Regions from separate parts of the Rattus norvegicus genome. Here all the other regions are linked to region 1. Evidence: chromatin contacts called from public Hi-C data. All regions are on one chromosome and are shown on one strand. The core of a region is the stretch at or near the end of the contact, and the rest is flanking DNA. Distances in the headings are between cores, read along the strand shown.

The links. Hi-C and Micro-C count contacts between places; a contact is called where the count stands out from the background.
Region 2: a contact with region 1 is called in a Hi-C map of kidney, with 2.0 times the contacts expected there. The contact joins the promoter of Xpo1 here to the enhancer-like site in region 1. A contact is called at or near these places in 3 of 12 Hi-C or Micro-C datasets (kidney and mammary epithelial cells).
Region 3: a Hi-C map of liver shows a contact between it and region 1, with 5 times the contacts expected there. The contact joins the promoter of Cct4 here to the enhancer-like site in region 1. A contact is called at or near these places in 6 of 12 Hi-C or Micro-C datasets (frontal cortex, hepatocytes, liver and 2 more).

The regions. Positions count from the first base shown.
Region 1 is chr14:101,315,290-101,319,336 of GRCr8, reverse strand. No RefSeq gene overlaps it. Among named protein-coding and RNA genes, the nearest start is that of Rpl27al4, 62 kb to the right of the region's middle. Within about 2 kb of position 2,141, at least 68 of the 93 cell types and tissues checked have an H3K27ac peak or open chromatin away from gene starts, as enhancers often do. A contact at or near this core is called in hepatocytes, kidney and liver, where this site is marked.
Region 2 is chr14:101,431,956-101,436,323 of GRCr8, reverse strand. It overlaps Xpo1 (exportin 1), which reads right to left and starts at 1,874. Exons shown (of 24, transcript NM_053490.2): 1 at 1,098-1,874. LOC134481879 (a long non-coding RNA gene) reads left to right here and starts at 2,078. Exons shown (of 3, transcript XR_010057760.1): 1 at 2,078-2,550.
Region 3 is chr14:101,191,519-101,195,612 of GRCr8, reverse strand. Cct4 (chaperonin containing TCP1 subunit 4) reads right to left here and starts at 2,556. Exons shown (of 14, transcript NM_182814.2): 1 at 2,296-2,556. The coding sequence starts at 2,422. LOC134481877 (a long non-coding RNA gene) reads left to right here. Exons shown (of 2, transcript XR_010057758.1): 2 at 1-4,094.

The DNA of each region.
Region 1 (4,047 bases), core at 892-3,391:
AGAGAGATGTTTGGGTATATGTGTGCTATGCTCTGCATACAAAGGCCTGAGAAAAACTTTGAGGATCAAACTCAGGTGTATTTCCTTAATAACCCCTCTAAATAGCCCCGGTTTGTGTTTCTAAACTCAATGATGGAAGGAATCTCTTTTCTGAATCCACGTAAATGTTCAAAAAGACATACTTGGGAAACATCAAACCCACGTATTGTAGAGAGACGTTGGGATTCCATGTGTTTCACTAAGCACCGTGAGGTAGACGTGAAGAGCTGCAGGTCCTGCTGGAGTGGTGGGAGGAACTCAATAGTTTGACAACTCGAAGGGATTCTTGTTGGTCAGCCTAACAGCCTGGAACTCAGTCTGTGCACCAGGCTGGCTTTGAACTCAGAGTCCTCTGCCTCCCTAGCACCAGGGTTTAAGGCGTGCATCACCACCACCTATGAGGTGGTGATTTAAGAGTCCCTCTGTGTTCTCTTGAAAACTGGTCATTTGTGTTTTGCCGAACAGTTTCGGATTTTTTTTTTTCTTTTTTTCGGAGCTGGGGACCGAACCCAGGGCCTTGCGCTTCCTAGGCAAGCGCTCTACCACTGAGCTAAATCCCCAACCCCTCGGATGTTTTTACAAACGGAGTGAGGTGACACGCCTGGCGATTTCAGCACTCAGAATGTTGAGACATGAGGCTCAAGAGTTCTAAGCCAGCCTTGGCTATCTAGAGAGAGCCTGTCTCAACCAAAACCAAACCCTGCTTTAGAAGACACCTCTAAAATACTTCTTGGGAAAATCTGAGAGCACTTCCTCAGTGCTGACAAACACTGACTTTACATAGAGGCTTTCTCCCACTTTACACATGATCAATTCATCCAAATAAAGAGATTCATGAATCCACCCAGTATTTTCTCTGACTGTCCAAGGGAGACGTTACTCAGGCATTTAGTTACTCTAGATACAAAAAGCTTCCAGATTAGGAATCTGGGTTAACGGAGATCTTGGTTTTAATTCCACCTCTGCTCCCAAAGCATTCTGGGCACCAGGAACTTTCTGAGCCGCAAGGCTGCTTGCTGGAGGCAAGAGGATTGGATGGAAATGATTGGAACCTTCTTCCAGCTGGGCTGGCCCGCGCTGCTTATCGGGAAGCACATTTAGCAGCGACAAATGACATAAATCGGGCTGAACGTCAAGAGCTGGTTAATGCCTGCATTGCAGTGGCTCAGATAGATACTGAAATGAGGTTCAAGCTCCATGGACTTAAATCATGGTAACCCTTCAGCTGAATGACTGAGAGAGCTCTCACAGGGTTGAGTAAAGCCCCCTTATTTATAGAATTTGAGAAGGAAAGTGACAGAGCAGATGCCCTGAAATTTGCCTAAGCAACTGCTGGGAACAGCGGGAATGGTAGGACCTTAGCCGGAGTCTACGTTCCAAGTGCTCCATTTCCCTGCACACGCCCTGTGCTGTATGTAAATTAAGTACTGTGTGCCTGACAGGAGCAAGGAGGACACAGAGCCCTTCAAGGTCTCTAACGTCCTCTGCCTCTTCCCTTTCAATTTCTTTCACAGTTCCTGTTTTCTTTTCCCGATCTTGTCCCTCCAGAAGTCGTATGGCGTGTATAGATGCTCGTAAACATCCCAAGGACAATACTAGGCTGTGAGAAAGGTCACAGCCCTTGCTGCCAAGGGACACAGCCCAGCTGGCTGCGGTAGTGGAAATTTACAAACGATGAAGGTGCACTGTCACTTTAAGGGCCGCTCCTCCGTGGGGACTTTAAACTGTGTAGTAACCCTTGTAGAGAAAAAGTGCTTAATTCTTCGCCTTTCTGGAAAGAGCTCTATTGATCAAACTTGTTGAAAGTTAATAGTTAATTCTACACACTGTTACAGTGTACTTTGGGTCGTCAGATCTCGGTTTTTTTTTTTTTTTTTTTTTTTTTTTTTTTTTTTTTACTGTTGTGAAATCCCAGCTATGCGATTATCCCAGACCTAAGCTTAACCTATGTCAGTCTAAAATTCTAAGAATTGTTTCTCCCGATTATGAGACTCAGTGCGTATGTTATGGAAAACACACATCGAATGACTGTTTTGAAAGATCTAGGCAAAGGGTCATGACAACAACTTGCTACTTAGTGCAAACTCCCTGAACTAATCTCCGGGGAAAAGCTTAAAGTGACGTAATTGCTGGGACTCATTGTCAGGAGCAAACACCAGGCAGCTACAAACTTGTCTAATTAATTCCTGCACTCTCCTCAAATACAAATTAGCACCAAGTAGCATTTTTGTGACTTGAAGGTAGTTGCCCAGATGGCTGAGGACTTCCTTTCACTGTATGATTTAAGTGAAGATTTACATATAGAACCTAAGAAACTGGATACATAATTGGAAACAAACACTTTGTTTTACAGAAAAGACAAGATCCAGAGTAAATACTGGCAAGAGAGACACAAGTAACAGTAGGAGCTCACTGTGTTCCACTATGGGACAACAGGCATCTCCCCAGCAAGGGCCACAACTCAATCCAGATGGGAAACAAGCCGCAGGAAACTCAGGCACCCTGGGAAGATTGGCAGTGTTCTGACTAACGTGGTTGAGGGAAACAGTCTTGTTAAAGAAAAGCAGAGCCGGAGGGGTGAAAAGCATTGGGTGGGATTGGCTAAAGGGGAGGTTGGAATTTTGGAGAATTAATTTAAAATGTGTGTATCTGTTTAACCACAGCACTCGGGAGACAGAGGCAGGCTGATCTCTGAGCTCTAGGACAGTCTGAGCTACACAGTAAAACTCCATTTCAAAAGAAGAAGAGAAAGAAGAGGAGGAGGAAGAGGAGGAGGAAGAAAATTTGTTTTGCCCTTTTGTTCTGAGGAAGATTCTCACTCAATCTGTGGTCCACGCTGGCCTGGCTCATGGCAATCCTCCTGTTCTCACCTCCCAGAAGCTGCGGTCCAGGTGTGAGTCACACACCGATCTGTCTTTCACTTTAGGGTCTTTTTTTTTTTTTTTTTTATATTGAAACACACACACACACACACACACATTTACACAGTTACAAACATTTGTACTATGAAGATCAGTGAAAATATTGGGTTGAATATTTTTTTCTCAGGCATGGTCACGTGTAGCAGAGGATGCCCTGGGATTTCCGGTCGTTCTGTCTCTGCTTCCGGAGTTTGGGGATTACAGAAGGCGCCACATCTGGATTGTGTGGTGATGGATTCAGGGCTTTGGGCATCAGGTGGGCGGTCTCCCAGCGGAGCCACACTGAACCTTAGTTTTGTCTTTTCTGCAACCCTAGAGAGAATCAATATTCAAGAAAATTGGTATTGCTATAATTTAGATTGCTGAACTGCTTTCTTTTTTCTTAAAGATTAATTTATTTGGGGTTGGGGATTTAGCTCAGTGGTAGAGAACTTGCCTAGCAAGCGCGAGGCCCTGGGTTCGGTCCCCAGCTCCGAAAAAAAGAAAAAAAATTAATTTATTTATTTTTATTTTATGCATATGAGTACACTGTAGCTGTCTTCAGACACACCAGAAGAGGGCATAGGATCCCATTACAGATGGTTGTGAGCCACCATGTGGTTGCTGGGAATTGAACTCAGGACCTTTGGAAGAGCAGTCAGAGCTCTGAACTGTTAAGCCATCTCTCCAGCCCTAAACTGCTTTCCAAAAGCGCCTAGTAGGACCTACTAAAGGTGACTGCATTCAGTCTTTCACTTTCTCACATATCTGCCAATATTGACTAATCTCATTGTCTGAAATCTTTGCTAGTCTCATAGAAGAAAGAACTTCATTCTCTAAGTTCTTTCTATTTTGTTATGACCTCCATTCCTTGTCAGCTACCCACCCCACCCCAGTGCTGGGAATGGAGTGCAGGGCCTCAGTGCTAAGCAAGCACCCTATCACTGTGTTACATCCTCAGCCCTAATGTTGCTCTTTGGTTTTTAGAGACAAGGTTTCTCTGTGTAGCCTTAGCTCCCCTGGAATTTGATCTGTAGACCAGGCTGGCCTCGAACTCACTGAGATCTGCCTGGAGTGCTGGATTAGAGGTGTGTGCCACCACTGCTTA
Region 2 (4,368 bases), core at 625-3,124, 120 kb before region 1:
CAGTAGGGAACCACTGAGACTCTACAAGTGAGTATCCATATACCTTCAATGGCACAGCAAGCAGCAACACACTAACTACCAGTTGCCATCTAAAAGGTAAGTTCACATGAAGTCAAAAAACAAGACGCTACAAAAGACTGTTACTCGGTGTGTGGGCAATCGCCTGCTTCATTCAGTAAGAAACACACGCCTCACTAGGAAGGGCCCGCCCTCCCCTGGCTTCCCACCCGAACGACTCTCAGCACTTCTAACTATAGCTCACAGGAGCACGCATTCACCCCGCCCATACTCGGAGGAGGCATTTAGACCCGGCGCCTTAAGTTCACCGCCCTATTCTCTCTGCAGCATGTCCTCTGAGTGATCCGAGGTCCCGCCTCGGCGAGTATTCAGTGCATCCTCTACAACCACCACTTCCTCTCCTCCACCCCAAACTCAAGAAACCAGAAGGAGAATCAGGGAGGGCATCATTCACTATGTTCGCGGTTCCACCAACAAGACATGTAAGCCCCGGGCGAAAAAAAATCCTATAACACGGAACCTCACTTGCAGATCCCCGAAAAGAGAAATTAACTCGGTTTTTTTCTACTTCTTGTTACACACACACAGACACACTCACAAAACCAACAACAACAACAAAAATTCACCCACAAGGCTTTCGAGTTTCTTCACAGAAGAAGGGACTCGGTAGCCCCTCCCTCCCCCATCCCAAGCTCTCCACCGAGGGGGCCACGTGATGCAGGCGGACGTTTCAATGCTGCTGCACTAAATATTTCTGGAAACTTCCACTCCTAATAATTTACAGAGACGTTCCTGAAATCACCCCAACTCTCCCCAGCCCTTTGGACTGGGGAAGCCCTTCCACCCACGCGCAGGGGCTCAGACTCACTACCACGCTCCTCGCCTTCCTCCACCGCCACCCGCACACGCCGATGACCCAGCAAGCACTCCCCTCCCGCGGCCGCCTCCCCGCCTCCATCACCGAGCGACAGAAGCGCTTCCATTCAATCGCAGGCTCTGCCGAGGGCCCCGCGCCCGCCGCGCCTCATGCCCGCCGCGCCGCCGCCCGACCCTCGGCCCCGAGCACACGACCGACTTACCCAGAAATTCAACCAACTGCTTCTTCCTTCCTTGTCCGGGCTTGGGGCGAGGGAAGGTGGGGAGGAGGGAGAGGGGAGGAAATCAAGGTGGGTTTCACAGTTTTCCCACCTTAAAAAAAAAAAGAAATTAAAAAGCAGAGAAGGGCAAAAAAAAAAAAAAGCTCAATATTTACTATTCCAGGGACAACTCCACCCAACACACACGCACACACACACGCGCGCACGCACACACACGCGCCCCACCAAAAAGGGGAATTAATCCGAGGAATAAATGCTCCCGCCCGGCTGGGGAGAGGGAAGAACGGGGGAGGGGAGCGGGCCGGTCCGTGAGACGGAGCTCAGGACCCTCCAGCCACAGGCGGCGGCGGGAGCAGCAGCGCGAGTCCGTACGGCCAGGGCCGCTCTGCCGCCAGTTGCAGTCCGGCTCCCCCGACCACACAGGGTTCCCTCGCTCACGCCGCTCCGGCGCCGGCCCCCCCAACCCGGGCTAGCCTAAACTTTCCCCCCTTCGCGTGCTCCTCAGCGACTGGTGGCTCCCCCCTCCCCCTCGGGATGGTTGCACGACTGCTGCAGCAAAGGCTGGAACAGGTACGGCTGCCGGGGCTGTAGCTACTGTTGCTCTTGCTGATGCTGAAGCTCCCGCTGCTCCTGCCGCGGCCGCTGCAGCCGCTTCTCCCCCTCCTCCTAGTGCCTCAAACTCGGAACCGGTTGAAACCGGTTCAGACTGGGAGATTCCATCTCGGTTGAGTTTTCAGCCCATGGCGCCGCGGAGCGTTTGGAACCTGGGCCTCCGCCCCCAGGCCGCGCGCCCATTGGTCGGCCCCGGCCACAGCCGTGTCATCAGCCTACCTCCTATTGGTCCGAGCGCCCGTCAGTTCTACCTCAAGGCTCCACACGAGCCTGCCGCTTAGGCCCCCGCCTCTTTCCAGCAGTGATTTGCCCGCAGAGTGGGGGAGGGGAGGCGGGGCGGGACGCAAAGGAGTGAGGGGGGGTGGAGGAAGAGAAGGTGGGACGTAGAACAGAACCCAGCAAAGAGGAGAGCGGAGAAGCCTCACGGGGGATTGGCTGGAGTCAGCTGTCAGTCAAGTGCAGCCCGCCTTCGACATCCCTTCCCCCTCGCGTGGCTCCCCCTCTCCGTCCCTCGCTTGTAAGCCCGGCCTTTTCGGCTCGCCCATTGGCTGGGCTCCTTTGGTGACGAAGAGGGTGGGGTTCGCCCGTGAGCTGAAGGAGGCGCGAGTTTGAGCGCCGCGCGCGCGCCGCTCTCCTCTCTGCTTTTCCCCGTTCCCTGGCGGCCCGCCCCCTCGGGCTCCCGCCAACCTCAGGGGCCTCGGCCTAGGGCCCCAGCACCCGCCCCTCGGATGGGGTCTGTGCTCGCAAAAGGGAGGGCACGCCCTGTTTCTACATCGAGATAGGCGGAGGCGAAGGACCGCAACGAACACATAGGTGGCAGATGGTAGGCCCTGGGCCTTGGATCCATTGTAAAGACCTGGGTTTGGACACTGCAGTTGGGGACGGGAATAACACGGGCAGAGGCTGGCATAAACTGTGGGGAGTGCAGTTTTGGCGCCTCATGGTCTCGGAGTCCTAGAAACGGTTAGTTACTGGGCAAACCTCCTTAGAAATTTAACTCTCTCCCCAGACTTGCTTCAACAAGAAGTTAATTTCAGTCCTAAAAACACTGAAAGCCCTTTTACCAACTTAACAGTGCATATAGACTGACCTTGTGTCAACTTATTTCAACTTGGTGCCCTTAATGTCCGTCGCCCAGAGGTTAACAAATGGCTCCCAAGTGCCAGGTCAGTTTTACTGATTAGGCTTGCTTAAGACAACCAGCAGTTGGGTGGTGGTGACACACACTGGGAGGCAGAGGCAGGCACATCTCTTGAGTTGAAACACAGCCTGGACTATAGGGAGAGCTCCAGGACAGACCAGTTGACCTGGCATAATGGCACAGGCCTGTACTCCCAGCACTTGGGAGGAGGTGACAGGAAGATTAGGGATGTAAAGCCATCCTCAGCTACAGAATAAATTAAGTGTCAGCTGGAGTCAGAAGATGCTATCCCTATACACAGAAACAAATGTTCGGAACACAAATCTGACTCGTTAAAATCTGTTCTACCCCCATGAATAGGGATATGGAGATGTAAAAAAACGGAGTCTGATACCTGAATTCAATAGGTATGGGAGACGTTATGTGCAATGCTCCATTGAATACAACATATAGCCCCACGAGGAAGTTATTTTTTACACAACATTTCTGCCCCGGAATACACATACAACCTCATACTACCCTATATTGTTTTCGTTTGTTTGGGTCAGGGGCCGCTTGGCACAGCTCAAGTGTGGAAATCAGAGCACCTTATTGAGTTAATTCGTCAGTTCCTTTTTCTCTTTTGAGACAGGGACTTGATGGATAGCCCTCACTGGCCTAGAACTGGCAGTGATCATCCTGCCTTTACCTCCCGAGTGGCCCTGTACCCTGTAACTACATAGATTACAGGCTGACCTTGAGCTCAAAATTTTCCTGTGTTTGTCTCTAGTGCTTGCTGGAATTACAGGTATATGTATGCCCTTCTGAAAAATAGTCTTTGTTGCTGGACACACCCTGGGGAGGCAGAGGCAGGCAGAGCTCTGTGAGTTGAAGGCCAGCATGGTCTACATAGAGAGTTCCAGGCCAGCCCCCTGTATTAAAAGCAAGCAAACAAACAAACAGTGTTTTCCAAGTGTGGTTACATGCCTGTAACCCCAAGGCTCAGGAGGCTGAGGCAAGAAGCCTGGACTGCATAGTGAATCCATAGCTCAAAAACAAACAAAAGAACAAACCAAAACCCCCAAATTAAATAAAACTACATTCAGGGGCAGAAGAGATGGCTCAGTGGTTAAGAGCACTGACTGCTCTTCCACAGGTCCTGAGTTCAATTCCCAGCAACCCCATGGTGGCTCTCAACCATCTGTAATGGGATCCGATGTCCTCTTCGGGTGTGTCTGAAGAGAGTGACAGTGTACTCACATATATGAAAAGTAAAATCTTAAAAAAATAAACATATATTCTATCTTTGTTAACAGTTCTAGCAGTGACAAAAGAAACAAAGTAAAGCTCCCTCCCTCTGCCCTTTTCCTTACCCAGAAGCAATTATGTCTAATCCACTTCATCCTTGGCAATAGAGCTCGTGTGTGTGTGTGTGTGTGTGTGTGTGTGTGTGTGTGTGTGTAATCTTTAAGATAGTCTTAGACTAAGGCACTGAAGCTAGTGTTGATCTTTTATCTTCCT
Region 3 (4,094 bases), core at 1,307-3,806, 120 kb after region 1:
CTCTAAAACTTCATGCCTAATAACAACCCTAATAGACACTAGACCACTTCACATGTGCTAGGTCTATGTAGAGCAAAATTTCAAAATTCCTGTGAGAATCAAAATGGCACAATCTAGTCTTAAGTTCTTAGTGTTATTTCTTCTTTCATTTAACAGTACAAGCAGCAGCAAACAGCTAAAACCCGAGTGTTGTACACAGCACATTCATTAGCTTTTCCTCTCCCCAACAAAACATAATCCGCTGAGAACACACATGTGGGACCCATAGTCTAATAATTCGTCTATGTCTCTTAACTAGTATGCTTTTGCCCACATCAGGTAAAGAATAATTTAACAGATATACCTCGTATAATACTAATATTTTACATATGTCATGACTTTGGTCTAGCAGTCATAATCAAAGTTTCAGATGATTTTAGTGGACCTGTTTCAAGATATTCACTACTCCAAAAAATACCGTATTTCAGACTCTACATTTCTAGAAGGTCTGTAAGACAAGCTAGTGACTGTTAAATGGTTCACACTGAGCTAGCAGTATTTTCTGTCTGTGAAGTCTTCCTCACCATTAAGCAAGTACCACTGTCTTTTTTTCAGAGGGGACGGATAACTCCAAAATGAACTAAACTCCAGCTGTATCTGGAAGAAGCCTTTCTTACTCCCTAGGGTTTTGTTCTAACTTGGAAAAACTAGTTTGCCCTTTGCTCTTTTAGTAACTAGATAGCTTTACAGGCAATTTGGTAACCAATCCTTCCTACGTGCACGACTCCTGTCCTGTTTTAATTTTTGTGCTTTTGACAGGTGCTGGATAGTTTATATCAAGTTGACCCAAGCAAACTAAAGTCATCTCAGAGGAGGGAATCTTGATTAAGAAAAAGTCAATTGCAGGCAAGCTTGTAGGGCATGTTCTTAGTGATTGAGGGGAAGAGTTCAGTCTATAGTGGGTGGGTGGGGCTATCCCTAGGCTGGTGGTCCTGGGCTGGTAAGAAAGCAGGTTGAAGGGCTGGAGATGATGGCTCAGCAGATGGATAAGAGCACTGGCTGCTCTTCCAGAGTTCCTGAGTTCAATTCCCAGCACCCAGCAACCATATATAACCACGGTCCTGTGGGATCCAATCCTTCTGGTGTGCAAATATACAGACGAAACACCCATATACATAAATTACATAAATAAATCCATCTTTAAAAAAGGTTACTCTGTAATCTGTTTTTTCACAGTAATAGAAACCCTAGCAAAGATGGCTGCCTGAAGTAAAAACATCCCATTTTGTATATAGCATACACTCTTTGGTCACTCAATCGGCTCGATTTTTCAACATCCCAATAACTCCACCACCACATACATAATTAATGAACCCAATAAATTTCTAGGTGTCAGGTATTCACTCCAAACTTCCAAAAGACTCTTCGACCGACCACCTTGCCAACTTCTCCAACTCCTTAAGGTCCACCCTGCACCCTCACAGCACCAACACACTGCGGTCACCTGGGCTGGTTGACTGCAATACTCCCAAGGTTTACTTCGTACAGGTTCACATTTAATTCTCCCAGCAACCCTGCAAATAAACTGTTCCCTCACCCAACTTACAGCTTTATTGAAAATAAAGCCAATGATTCCCTGGGTTCCAGGACTTTCCAAAGACAGGACAGCAATTTCACTTCTCGAATCATGCATCTTTTTCTCCAACCCAAATAAACCCTGGCAATATCTCTAAAAGCTTTGTTCTTAATTTTCCTTCCATATTTTTTTTTCTTCTCCAGTTCGGTTTCTCTAAATGTTCACAATTACAGAAAGCAAAGATTTATCTTCCCCGGACTGATAGTAAGGGAACTTTGGTTCAGAGGTCAAAAACATGAAATAACACATGCAGAGAATAAAACTCAGGCCTGTCTGTTTTTCATCATGTTCCCCACGTGCAGGTTAAGTGGAATTTATGCTGTCTATCCACGGAACCAAAAAAGAAAGTTCATTTAACTATGCCGTCTACCACTAGGTTTAACGAACAGCCAAGCTTTAGTTCTGAAGCGTCAGATCTCAAGGATCATTGCATTTCAGCATCTTATACCATCCGTTGTCCGCACCAACGTGACGAACACCGCCCAAGCCCGCAGGGGATGAACTAGGGAGCACCGCGACCCACAATGGGGCGTGTCCGAGGCCTCCACGCCGGAGTACTCAGTAGAAAGCTGCGCCCACCGGACGAGACCACCTCTGAAGGAACACAACCCACCCAAGGCTAAGGTCACAGTGAGAGGCTGGGCCGTATTGCCGCTAGGCGGGCCGGCGAGGGGTGATACCTTTGGCCGCGGAAATGTTGCTGAAGCGGATCTGGGCCGGTTTGTCGCGGTCCTGGTAGGCGCCTTTCCCGCGGTTGCCCGGCCCCGCTGCGGGCGGCCCGCTTCGGGAAGCTACGTTCTCCGGCATGGCGACTTTGATGGCGTCTGCGCGGGTTCAGGAGGACCGATGGACACGGATTCCGGCCTGCTGTGGAGTAACGGTCTCCCTGGCCGCCGCCTCCACGAACCTTCCAGAAAGCGACGCCGGGAGAGAAGGCGGAAGCCGAAGAAGGGGCCTGCGGTGGTGCCGGCGCAGATATGACGTCAGGGGCTGTCCGCCGCACGCCGGCCGCGGAGCTCGCGCGCGGAGATCCCGGGAGCGGACAGTCAACCGGTCCCTGTGCCTGGGCGCTGAGATGGAGCGGGAGGTTTTAAAGGCGTGACAGGTGCCATTCTATGTAGACCGGAGCCACTCGCTCCTGCTAGTCATGTTGACGAAGCCGTGACAGCCCTGGCTTTGTTCCGGAGTGGGTGTGGCGCAGCCGGCATTTTCCAGACATCTATATCAAAATTCTAAATTTTATTCCTAGTTTATTCACTTTGCAAAGGTGTTGGAGGAAAAATTTGCCATGAATAAGTTTCTTCCCTTGTGTATATATTTTTTGCCTGCCTAGGGGTTTAAATACACTGGTCAAATGGCACAGAATCTTAATAGTTGTGGAGCTGTGACTGCCTGCCAAATCCAGTCTGCCTTCTAGTTACGACCTCTTCCATAAACGTAGCCACTGACTCTTAGGGAACATAAACATAGTAATAACTGATTAGTAGTTATCTGCTGAACAAAGTGTGAAGCCTTTACACCCTTTACCTTACCTATTCCTCCTCATAATCCCGTGAAATAGGTGCCATCGTCTTTGCTTTATGGATGATGGCACTAAAGCCCAGGGTCAACCACAGTAAGGCGATGGAATCTGTCTCTAGGTAAACTTCCAAGGTTTCTATAAGCACTATCATTGACTAGGGAAGTTTATATAGGTAATACCTGTTCACTAGTAGTTCACAGTTAATCATTGAGAACCCATAAGGTGCCACATGCCTGCAGTAGGTTAAGGAAAAATTGTTTTATGGACTTAGTCCTGTGATCACGAGGAGCTTTGACACGAACTCAGGCTATTAAGACTAAGATGAAGTTTTCAAGTCCTCCCCCACTGCACCACCCCCTCCATCCGGGGGATACATCTTTTTCAAAGACTAGTTTACCCCTCCCTCACAGTACATAAACATTCTATGGCAGTTGAGACAACTGGTTTATATGAAAAGAACAGGTGCTGGTACTGTGGTGGTTTGAGATGACCCCCCCCCACCCCCAGTTTCAGACAAATACTTGGTTCCCAGTGGGTAGCTCTGATCAGAGAAGCTTAGAAGGTGTAGTCTTGCTGGAGTAAGTGTATCACTGGGGACAGAATTTGTTTCAAAAGTTGCCAGGCATTCCCAGCTGCTTCCTGTTCACAATTTGAGATGTGAGCTGCCCCTGCCCCATGTTTTCCCTGCAGTTCAAGTGTAAGTCCTGGAACCATAACACCCCCACCCCCCCAAAAATCTTCCTTCTATAAATTGCCTTCGTCGACATGTGTTTGTTTTTGTTTTCGAGATAAGGTTTCTCTGTGTAGCCTTGACTGTCCTGGAACTAACTCTCTGTAGACCAGGCTGACCTGAAACTCACAGCTATCCACCTGCCTCAGCTTTCCAAGTGCTGGGATTAAAGGCCTGTGTCACCGCCACCCGGCATAGTCATGGTGATTTAGCGTTTTATCACAGCA